Linked DNA regions of Mus musculus: region 1 is linked to region 2. The links are chromatin contacts, called in public Hi-C maps. All regions are on one chromosome and are shown on one strand. The core of a region is the stretch at or near the end of the contact, and the rest is flanking DNA. Distances in the headings are between cores, read along the strand shown. Region 1 overlaps Ptbp3 (polypyrimidine tract binding protein 3). Region 2 overlaps Susd1 (sushi domain containing 1).

The links. A called contact is a pair of places that touch in the nucleus more often than the background predicts.
Region 1: a contact with region 2 is called in a Hi-C map of bone marrow-derived macrophages, with 24 read pairs. The contact joins two enhancer-like sites. A contact is called at or near these places in 1 of 15 datasets of contacts at CTCF or cohesin (large pre-B cells), 14 of 484 Hi-C or Micro-C datasets (B cells, the C2C12 cell line, the G1E-ER4 cell line and 10 more), 2 of 115 datasets of contacts at active chromatin or transcription factors (embryonic stem cells and kidney) and 3 of 9 other capture datasets (adipose tissue, liver and pancreatic islet).

The regions. Positions count from the first base shown.
Region 1 is chr4:59,495,487-59,500,131 of GRCm38.p6, forward strand. All of the region lies in intron 5 of Ptbp3 (polypyrimidine tract binding protein 3), which reads right to left. Among named protein-coding and RNA genes, the nearest start is that of Ptbp3, 52 kb to the right of the region's middle. Within about 2 kb of position 2,560, at least 2 of the 459 cell types and tissues checked have an H3K27ac peak or open chromatin away from gene starts, as enhancers often do. A contact at or near this core is called in bone marrow-derived macrophages, where this site is marked.
Region 2 is chr4:59,379,096-59,383,987 of GRCm38.p6, forward strand. Susd1 (sushi domain containing 1) reads right to left here. Exons shown (of 17, transcript NM_001163288.2): 7 at 1,766-1,863; 8 at 504-690. Among named protein-coding and RNA genes, the nearest start is that of Susd1, 57 kb to the right of the region's middle. Within about 2 kb of position 2,111, at least 41 of the 459 cell types and tissues checked have an H3K27ac peak or open chromatin away from gene starts, as enhancers often do. A contact at or near this core is called in bone marrow-derived macrophages, where this site is marked.

The sequences.
Region 1 (4,645 bases), core at 1,310-3,809, 120 kb after region 2:
ATGCCTTTAATCCCAGCTCTTGAAAGGCAGAGAAAGGTAACTTCTGTGAGTTAAAGATTGAGGCCAGTCTCAAAAAAATAAATAAGCAAAATAAAAAGGAGGAATAAACAAGAATATAGGGAATATTTCTAACAGATCTGTAGTTACCAATGCTAAATTACTTTTATGTTTTCCAGAGTGAGGGTCAAACTCATTCCAGGGATCCAGCTGCCTCTGTCCCCCAAGAGCTGGGAATTAATGTTCTGCTTGCTGCTATATACCACTGTGCACCTGGTTTCCAGAGGCCAGAAGACCATGTGAGATCTCCCAGAACTGGAGTAACACAGCTCTTCACCTTCTGTGGAGGCTGGGAATCAAATCTAGGCTCTATGGAAGAGCTGCCAGTACACACGACAGCTGAGTCCTTTCTCCAGCCCCTCTAGGTGCTTTTGGAGGCTGTTTCAAGCTGAGAAAGAAAGACTCACCCTGAATATAGACGGCACCATGTCCTCTTGGACTGAATAAAAAGAAACAAAGGAGGAAGCCAGCTTGACACCTAGTGTATTCTCTGCCTCCAGATTGAGGACACAATATGGCTGGTTGAGTGGCCCCTGCAATCACTGTAAAATCACTCTGACTGCCTGGTCTTCTCTGACTATGCACTCGAACCCTCAAATCCTTCCTTAAATTGCTTTTGTATTCTGTTACAGTATTGAGAAAAGTAATTAACACACCAAGATTACAGAACAGCATTAGAGCAAGATTCAAACCAGCCCCAGCGCCTCTAGCTTTAACCACTCTATCTCTTGGATGATGTGGTGGTTTGAATCAGAATGGCCACAATAGGCTCATACTACTTGAAAAGTGTTCACTGGGGGTGGATTTAGAGGTGTCAAAAAGCCATGCCACGCCCAGAGTTTCTCTTTGCCTAAAGTTCAGGATGTAGCTCCCAGCTACTGCTTCAATAGCTGCTTGCACGCCACCATCCGCTGCCCTCAATGCCATGATAATGGTGTCTCTTCACAACAACATAATAATGACTAAGGCAGAGAGGGATGAACGAGGTACAGTGTTGAGGGAGAGGACTTAAGTGAAGGAAGACTCCTTAAGGAGGAAGCGTCTGAGCTGGACATCAGCCTGACTTTGTAGGTTAAGGAGTATGGCAAAGCCAAGAAACACAAAGGTAAGTAAAGACAGGGCTAGCCGGGAGGACAGATAACAGATGGGCAGGGCACCAGAAAGGCCAAGGTGTTACAGGCAAGAATGCTAGGTACCAAGGATGAGGAATGGTGTAAACATTTGTCTGTGGGGCCTAAGGAGCTATGGTAAAGATTTTTCTTTTTCCAACAGCACTGGGAAGAACTAAACAATGACTTTTGTAACTAAAGACTGAGAGTATTAATCCAACTGATGGTACTGAGAATTGAAAATAGTCCTGCTCACCCAGGTCTCTAGGAACATCTATAGGAGAAAGTAAGTCTTGTTAGTTTCCGGGAAAAGGTAACTAGACTGTTAGGCATGACCTCATGACACTGACTAACACACCTGCTGGGTGGTGGCAGTGTTGAGTCATAGGTTTAAAAGTATCTTTTATAAGAATATAAATTACCACAACATTACAGAAGCAAATGCAGACACTCTGCTGATGGATCACATAGGTTATTATCTTTGTGAAATAAAATAAAAACCAGTTACAATTCAAGCCTTTGACTGTTAAGTGCTACTTTGTGCAATAAACAGAAAACAAATTTAACAGAACAATGCAACCAATCATTGAACTACTGAACCACTTTTAGGAAAAGACAAGGGTGTCTACGAACATCACCATTTAAGTATCTAGGAAATGCTTTACAGGTGTACTTATTTTCAAACTGGTACTCAGATAATTATTGAAAGGAATAAAGTAGTCCTACTAATTAGTATATTTAGAATTTACATGCATAGCAAAGAACACTGGAAGTAAGTCTCAGTCCCATCATAACTGATATGATGATGGGCAAGTAAAAGGATGTCTAAGGGCTCTAGACTTTATAATTTTTGAATTCAGATACATTTCAGTTTGGTACACACACACCCTACAACTCTTCATTTAGTCATATAGATCCAAAGGTACGTGTGTCGCTGTTTTCAGACACACCAGAAGAAGGCATCGGATCCCAATAGCAATGGTTGTGAGTCACCATGTAGTTGCTGGGAATTGAACTCAGGACCTTTGGAAGTGCAGTCAATGCTTTTAACCACTGAGCCATCTCTCTAGCACCGAGGGTGAATAATATTAGCAACTGGGCTAGAGATTTGTCCACTAAAGAAATTAGTGTTACTTTTAAATTATGTTGCAACAAATTCTTAGGACAAGGGCAGAAAGCATATACAGTCATTGGCAAAAATACCACAAAAAATGGTCTCTAGCCTAGTATTGACTCTGCCATGTGGTTCTTAGTAATCACAGTTATGCAGATCTACAATGAGTAAGAGTAATAAGGGAAAAAGAAGTACAAAATGCACAGTTTGAAGAGAAGATGACAATAAGAGCCCCAGGAAAGGAGCCAAGGCTTGTGCTGAAAGAGGTAAGATTAAGGGGAAATGAAAGCCCTGAAATGCACCCATCAGGCTACCAACTTCTATAAAAGGCATTAGGAATTTTCTGCTTTGGTAAAAGCAACAAAGAAAATCTGCTGCAAATGTGGTTCAAGAGGGCCAGGATCCATCTCAAAGCAAGCACCTAAACATAGCAGCACCATCCAAGTGGTTCTGGCTTTAGAGTCATGAAGGATCCAACAATAAAGAGGTTGTGAAATCTTCCAGAGTATAGGAGAACCACTTATGCCAGGCATGTCCCTACACAAAGGCCCTGAGAGGACAAACAGCTTGGGCTGCACTGGAGATGCCAAGATATTAAGCACGCCAGAGTTATGAGGTATCTACAAAGGAAAACTGTGCATGGGGAATGAAACCAGGCAGAGGAAGAGATGTATCCTGCAGGCAGCAGAGCTGGAGGGATGGAGTCATCTCAGCCCTTCTGACACTGGACGCGGAGCTGTAGGGTTTATAGAATTTGCCCTGTTGAGTTCCAGTCTTTCTTTGGTTCAGTATTTCCTTACTATGCCTCCATTCTTTTCTTTTCTTACTTTCTTTCCTTACTTATTTCCTTACTATGCCTCCATTCTTTTCTTTTGGAATGGTAATGTCTTACACGCGTTCTCGCGACCGGCCAGGAAGAACGCAACAAACCGGAATCTTCTGCGGCAAAAGCTTTATTGCTTACATCTTAAGGAGCCAGAGAGCAAGAGTGCAAGAGCGAGGGCAAGAGCGCAAGAGCGCAAGAGCTTTATTGCTTACATCTTCAGGAGCAAGAAGCAAGAGCCAGAGCAAGAGAGCAAGAGCCAGAGAGCAAGCAAGAGCTTTATTGCTTACATCTTTAGGAGCCAGAGAGCAAGAGAGAGAATGGCGAAACCCCGTCCCCTTTAAGGAGAATTATCCTCCGCCTAGGACGTGTCACTCCCTGATTGGCTGCAGCCCATCGGCCGAGTTGTCATCACGGGGAAGGCAGAGCACATGGGGTGGAGAACTACCCTTGGCACATGCGCAGATTATTTGTTTACCACTTAGAACACAGGATGTCAGCGCCATCTTGTAATGGCGAATGTGAGGGCGGCTTCCCACAGTAATGTATGCTCTGTGCTACTATATAATTTGCTTTTTGATTTTACAAGGGACTACAATTAGGGACTTCCTTGAGTTTTAAAAGGGACTTTGAACTTTGGACTTTTAAACACTGTGGTTCAAAGCAGCAAGGATCTACCCAACACAGGCAGCTACCACACAGTGCCTAGCCCCAGGGGTTCTCCTTAACTATAGAAGATTCCACAACCCCTTTACTCCTGTGTCCTTCATGATGCTAAAGCCAGGACCACATAGATGACACTGCCATATTCAGTTGCTTGCTTGTGACAAGGCCTGGCACCCTTAAACTATATGAGACTGAAAGAAAGACTATGGGGACTTTAGAAAGTAGATGAAATGACTTTATATTATAATACAGCCACAAGTCTACAGTGGCCATGGAGATGCCATGGAAGGTTGAATGAGAATGGCTCCCAAAGGCTCATGTTTGATACTTGGTCCCAAGTTGGTGGAACTGTTTGGGAAGGATTAGGAGATATGGCCTTATTGGAGGAAGTCTGTCCAGTTTTACCCTCTAGAAAACTGTGTAATTAGGGGACTTTCCAATTTGTAAATATTAAATACTATTAGCCCTGATTTAGTGGACTATCTTTGATAAGACAGTTTAGATGCAGTAATGAATGACTACAAAGATTATACTGGATTACAAGTGATTATCTAACACAATGCGCATCATAAATGCATGTCTATATTGAAGTTTACTATATATATCTTCCCTTCAGAATTAAAAAATGTATTTATGTATATGTGTGCCTGTGGATGCATACACATTCATGTGTTCAACAGTACAAGTGGGGAAGTTAGAGGAAAACTTTCAGAAGTAAGATCTCTTCTCCTGCCATATGGGACCTAGGGAATTAACTCAAGTTACTGGGCTAGGAGGCAAGTGCTCTTACCTGATGAGCCATCTCACTGGCTTCCACCTCAGAATTTTAAACTGAAAATATTCAAATACAGCAAGTGACAAAAAAAAAAATAAATT
Region 2 (4,892 bases), core at 861-3,360:
TACTTCTTAATGCTCCTCTGGGTCCACTCCCCCATTCAACCAATATGGACCCCTCTGCACCCTCGGGCTGCCTCCTGCTCCCGCGTAACCACTGTTAGCCGATTCAGCAGCCAGACCAGTTCATAGTAAATAAGAAGCCACCCTTCAGCTCCTCTGTTCCTCCTCTTTCTTAAGCAAAGGAAAGAAAGGGCTGTTGGGCTTTCTAGCAAATATAAGCTGTAAGATCCTCTATCTCTTGTAGATCTGGAAACCCATGACATCATCATCTAATGTTCCTTCTGCTACCACCACTTGTCTCCAAGGACTCAGCTGAGAAACAGTTGCCAGCGCCATTCAGCTGGACCTCAACAGAATAAGAATTTTTCCTACTACGCCTACTCTGGCTCTACCCACGGAGTAGCTTCATCCCTCTGCCCACACCAACAGAAATCCCCTCCCCTCTTGGTTCTCCACATCTGTGCTCAGGACTCCCCAGGAGGAAATGCCTCTTTCCCTTTACCTACCAGGGGTCTGGAAGCCAAGGATGGCGGGCACAGAGCGCCTGGGAGGGGCTGCAGAAATGCTTATGGTGTAATTGGTTCCTTGTTGGAGGTGCAGGCACACTTCTGGGGTTCTGCTGTCTGTGGTCACATTGACTGTCTCCTCATAAACTGATTCCGCAGCATCCGGCTGCTGTCTTTCAACGCGTATCTTTAGAAGAGGAAAGACAAGAGAATCCACCATGACTCCAGTCAGAATAACGGAGGCTTTATGGTGCTGAGCGCTGTTTCTCTGAGGGTCCCATCTTAGATACTATGTAACCCCGGAGTTGAATAACCACGGAGGAGAGAGAGGGCCTGCTCTGCCATCAGGTACCTGAGGACCAGGCCTAATCATCCCAGGAACCAATGAGACCTAAGCTGAGACAGAAGTGAGAATTCATGGCTCTTCTGACCACAAAAGATCAACAATAAAAGGAAGTTCTCCTGCCAAATCAGCACGTGCGTCCAGCCTTCTCTGGGGCAGGAAAGCACAAGTGCTTGGAAACGAGCAATAAAGAGAATGCCAAACAGAAATGCCAGTCCCACACTCATACCTGGTCAGATGGCATACATGCTAGATGTGAAATATGTGTATAGCTCAAAAATCCCACCCATTTTTTAAAACAGGGCAATAGAACCAGAAAACAATTAGACTGACTAAGAACCTTCATATTTCTCATTGAAACCGTATAGCTGGAAGATAGCAGCACTAAACAGTGTGGTTTAGTTGGTGTTTTCCTAGTTATAGAAGCATCATTGGTTTGCCTTCCACCATGGTCACCTGCGTGATAACAGTGTTCACGGCCTGCTAGAGAAAACAATTCTTTTCTAAATGAATGGAGGTTGAAAGCATCTTCTAACCTTGTCTTGGCCTTTGTGTTGGCTCTAACTGAAACGTTGATGTGTGTTTTCAAGAATCTCTGTTTAAGAAGATGTGCCAAGGAACGGAGACTTGCATATTCAAGCAAGAGTCTACACCAGCTTATACCAAGTAATTAACTGTGTGCTGTTTCATGAGTTACACTATCTGTAGCTTGTTACTATACATTTGCAAACAAATATGGTTTCACTTTGTGTGACTGAAGGAAGGAAGAGGAGCCAGCAGAAGGAAAGGAAGGAGATGGTGGGTGGTGGGGAAGGAGGAGGGAAAATGGGGGAGGGGAAGTGAAGCGCCTATAGGCAAGTTCTTTTGGCTCATATTTCCATTTCTGCATTTGCAAGGTAAAGCACCTCCCTTTGCTTACCAAGTACACGATCCTGGCGTTCACTCTCTCTGGACTTATTTGCCATCTCACACAGGTGTCATTAAACACCAACACATCATGAATTTCTATCATTATTTCTAGAATAGAAAAATAAATAAATAAAAGAATTGACACATGAACCTCAACCATGGGCTTTGGGGAGCTCCTGGTGGACTCGGGGCCTCTGTCCAGCTGGTATCTCGGCTGCTCACCAGTCACGCGCTGGTTCGGATGCTGAATTGAGCAATTCAAGCAATCCCAGATGGTTCATCATGAATGAGCCTGGCCCATTGCCTGACCAGGCAAAAAAAGGAAAAGATTCCTGCCTGCGGGTGGGGAAGGGCTCCAACTGTGATTAGTCTGATGGGCCACTGGATGCCACTGCTGTTCCACTCAGAGGCTGCAGCGAGGCCCAGAAATGAGCTCCGACTGGAAGCTTCCTTAAGGCATACAGGAGAGAGCTACTGCTCCTCGCTCCTCTCAGCCTGGGTGGTAGGCATTCACTCAGGTGACTGCAGAATCCCAAGGGGGAAGTGGCATGTGTTACCATGAAGGACGGTCCCTCAGGTGAAGCTTGGGGCAAAGAAGTAAGTTCTCCACAGAGTTCCTGGTCACCCACGGTCTCCTCTAGCAGAAGCCATGGGATCCTGATCTGGTGAGAAGCCAGATTTCTCCCACTTGTGCTGGTTCTAAAAAACCTTGCACTTCAGTGATGACTCTGGCAGTGTGGGAAAACACTCGACTCCCTTAAGTAGCACAGTTTCCAAGGGGCGCTGCTATCCAACTACTTAAAAGTTGTTCAGCATGGCATGGGGGAACCTACCTTTTCACTTCTTAAAGTCAAATCTCTGACAGATAACTAAAGCTATTTCTCTTTGCAAATGGCATGATCTTAGATGCAGACACCTAAAGAATTCAAACCCTAAAAAACAAACAAACAAACCCATAAACCTATGAAGGCCAGGAAAGGAGTCCGGGAATGATGCAGGACATAAGGTAAATATGCGTTTCTGTACACTAGGAACAGATGATTAAAGGATAATAAAACAACTTTCTTTTACAATAAGATCAAAAAGGAGGGGAAAAATAACAACAAATACCCATTTTAAGTTAGGCATTGCTCTATCATTCCTGGAGACAAGAATTGCCATTCCATCCAAAAAGAATATTCCATGACCCTGTTTGAGCTTTCCTGCGGAGCCAGACACTTCCCAGGTTCTTAAGTCTAATGTATGCCAGCCCTGCATACACCTTGGCAACGTGACTGTTTCTTGCCTCCTGCTCTGGGGTTTCCTTTCTGTGGCTCACGCACTCCAGCACATGCAGCCTGGAAGGGGAGAGGAGTTAAATCCCCTGGGGATCGGCACTAGTGAACCAGCTATTGCCCTTTTTGTCCCTGGAGGCACTGTCATAAGTGACTGAGTTTCCACAGCCTTTCAGAAAGTTGTATCCGCAGTGGAGCAGTGTCCCGTACCCAGAGGAGATCCAGATGCTGCCGCACCGCCCTGCCCAGGGAGACCCGGATGCTGCAGCGCCCTCTACCCAGGGAGACCCGGATGCTGCAGCGCCCCGCCCCCCGCCCCCTCAGAGAGTCCAGGATGTTGTAGCATCCTCATACTGTTTCTTTCTTTCTCTTAGTTAGTTCTGTTGGTCCCCAATCCTGCTTCCTGAGTCTTTACTCCCCATTAATGTAATAATACGCACTTCTGGTTCTGTTTGGGGAAAAACTAACTCAAGACCGCCATCAAGATAAGTGAGAAGAGACTTACCACACAGGCACAAGGAGTTGTGTCTGAGCCTCAGACCCGATGTTCATTTGTTTCCTGTTCACTTATTTATTTACTGTAATCAGCTTGATGGGCCACTAGATACCACTGGAATCTACTCTGGGATGCTGGAGCGAGGCCCAGAACTGGACTTAGCATTATATGCTTACACTAGGAAAGTGGAGACTGATGGATAGATCCCTGTCCCATCTAGTAGGTGAGATCAGAGTAGTGAGAGATCTCATTTCAAAAGCCCAAGTTTGGTTCCCAGCACCCACACCCACATCAAACAGTTCACAACCACCTATAAGATCAGCTCCAAGGGATTTGACACAGGCACCTCTAGTCACTGCACACAGACACATCATTAAAAATAATAAAACTTTTTAAAGTTAAAAAACAAAACAGATGGCTACCGTGGAACAATACCCAAAGTTGACCTCTCTGGCTTACACACACACACACACACACATACACACACACACACACACACACACACACACACACACACACACACACAGGGGGAGGGTGGAGAAATGAGAATGATAATTCAATAATTCTTTACCTCAGGAAATGATACACCATTGATACTCCTTTTATTGGCTAAGAACAGATTTAGCCACCATGAGGAACAAGGAACCTGGGCCGGAAACACCCGTAGGTTAACATAATTCTCTTGTACAGAACCAAGGTCAGCTTTGGATTCACCTGGACTACTGAAATGGTCACATGTCTGCATCGCACCACACTTGTTTTTTTGAGTAAATCCAAGTCATATATTAGTAACGGAAAATAAATTGAGGCTGAGAAGAAAACACAAATTTCTACAGAGACATCAGAGTATCAGCTATGAAGCCTAAAAAAATTCATAGGTTTCTACATCAATATTCCTCTTCAGAACATAATAATGTGGTTTAAAAAAAAAAGAATACAGTTGTCAGCAGGAAAAACCAAAAACAAACAAACCCCAGACAAACAAACAAATAAACAAACAAAGTAATGGCCTTGTTCTTTCGTCTCCTTGGTTAGCAAGGGTGATGCTGATTCCAGTCAGTCCATCACTGGATAAACTTCAAGTATAACTGGCCACATCTGTGGCTGCCCATTAAAGTCCAGGACTTTTAACATCCCTGCTCCCTCAAACAGCCTTCTGACGGTAACTCAGCAGCTGGTGCAGAGGGAGCAGAGGTATTTCCCCCTTCATCTTCTCCCTCAATTGCCAATAAAGCAAACAGCCTTCCTATTCGGGGTGCCTGTGTCATCCAAGTGGAGATTAGAAAAGGGTTTCCTTTCTTGTTCTTCCTTTCTGCTCGTTCACTATGACAACTGTAAATGACATCTCAAAGATGCCATCTGCCTGT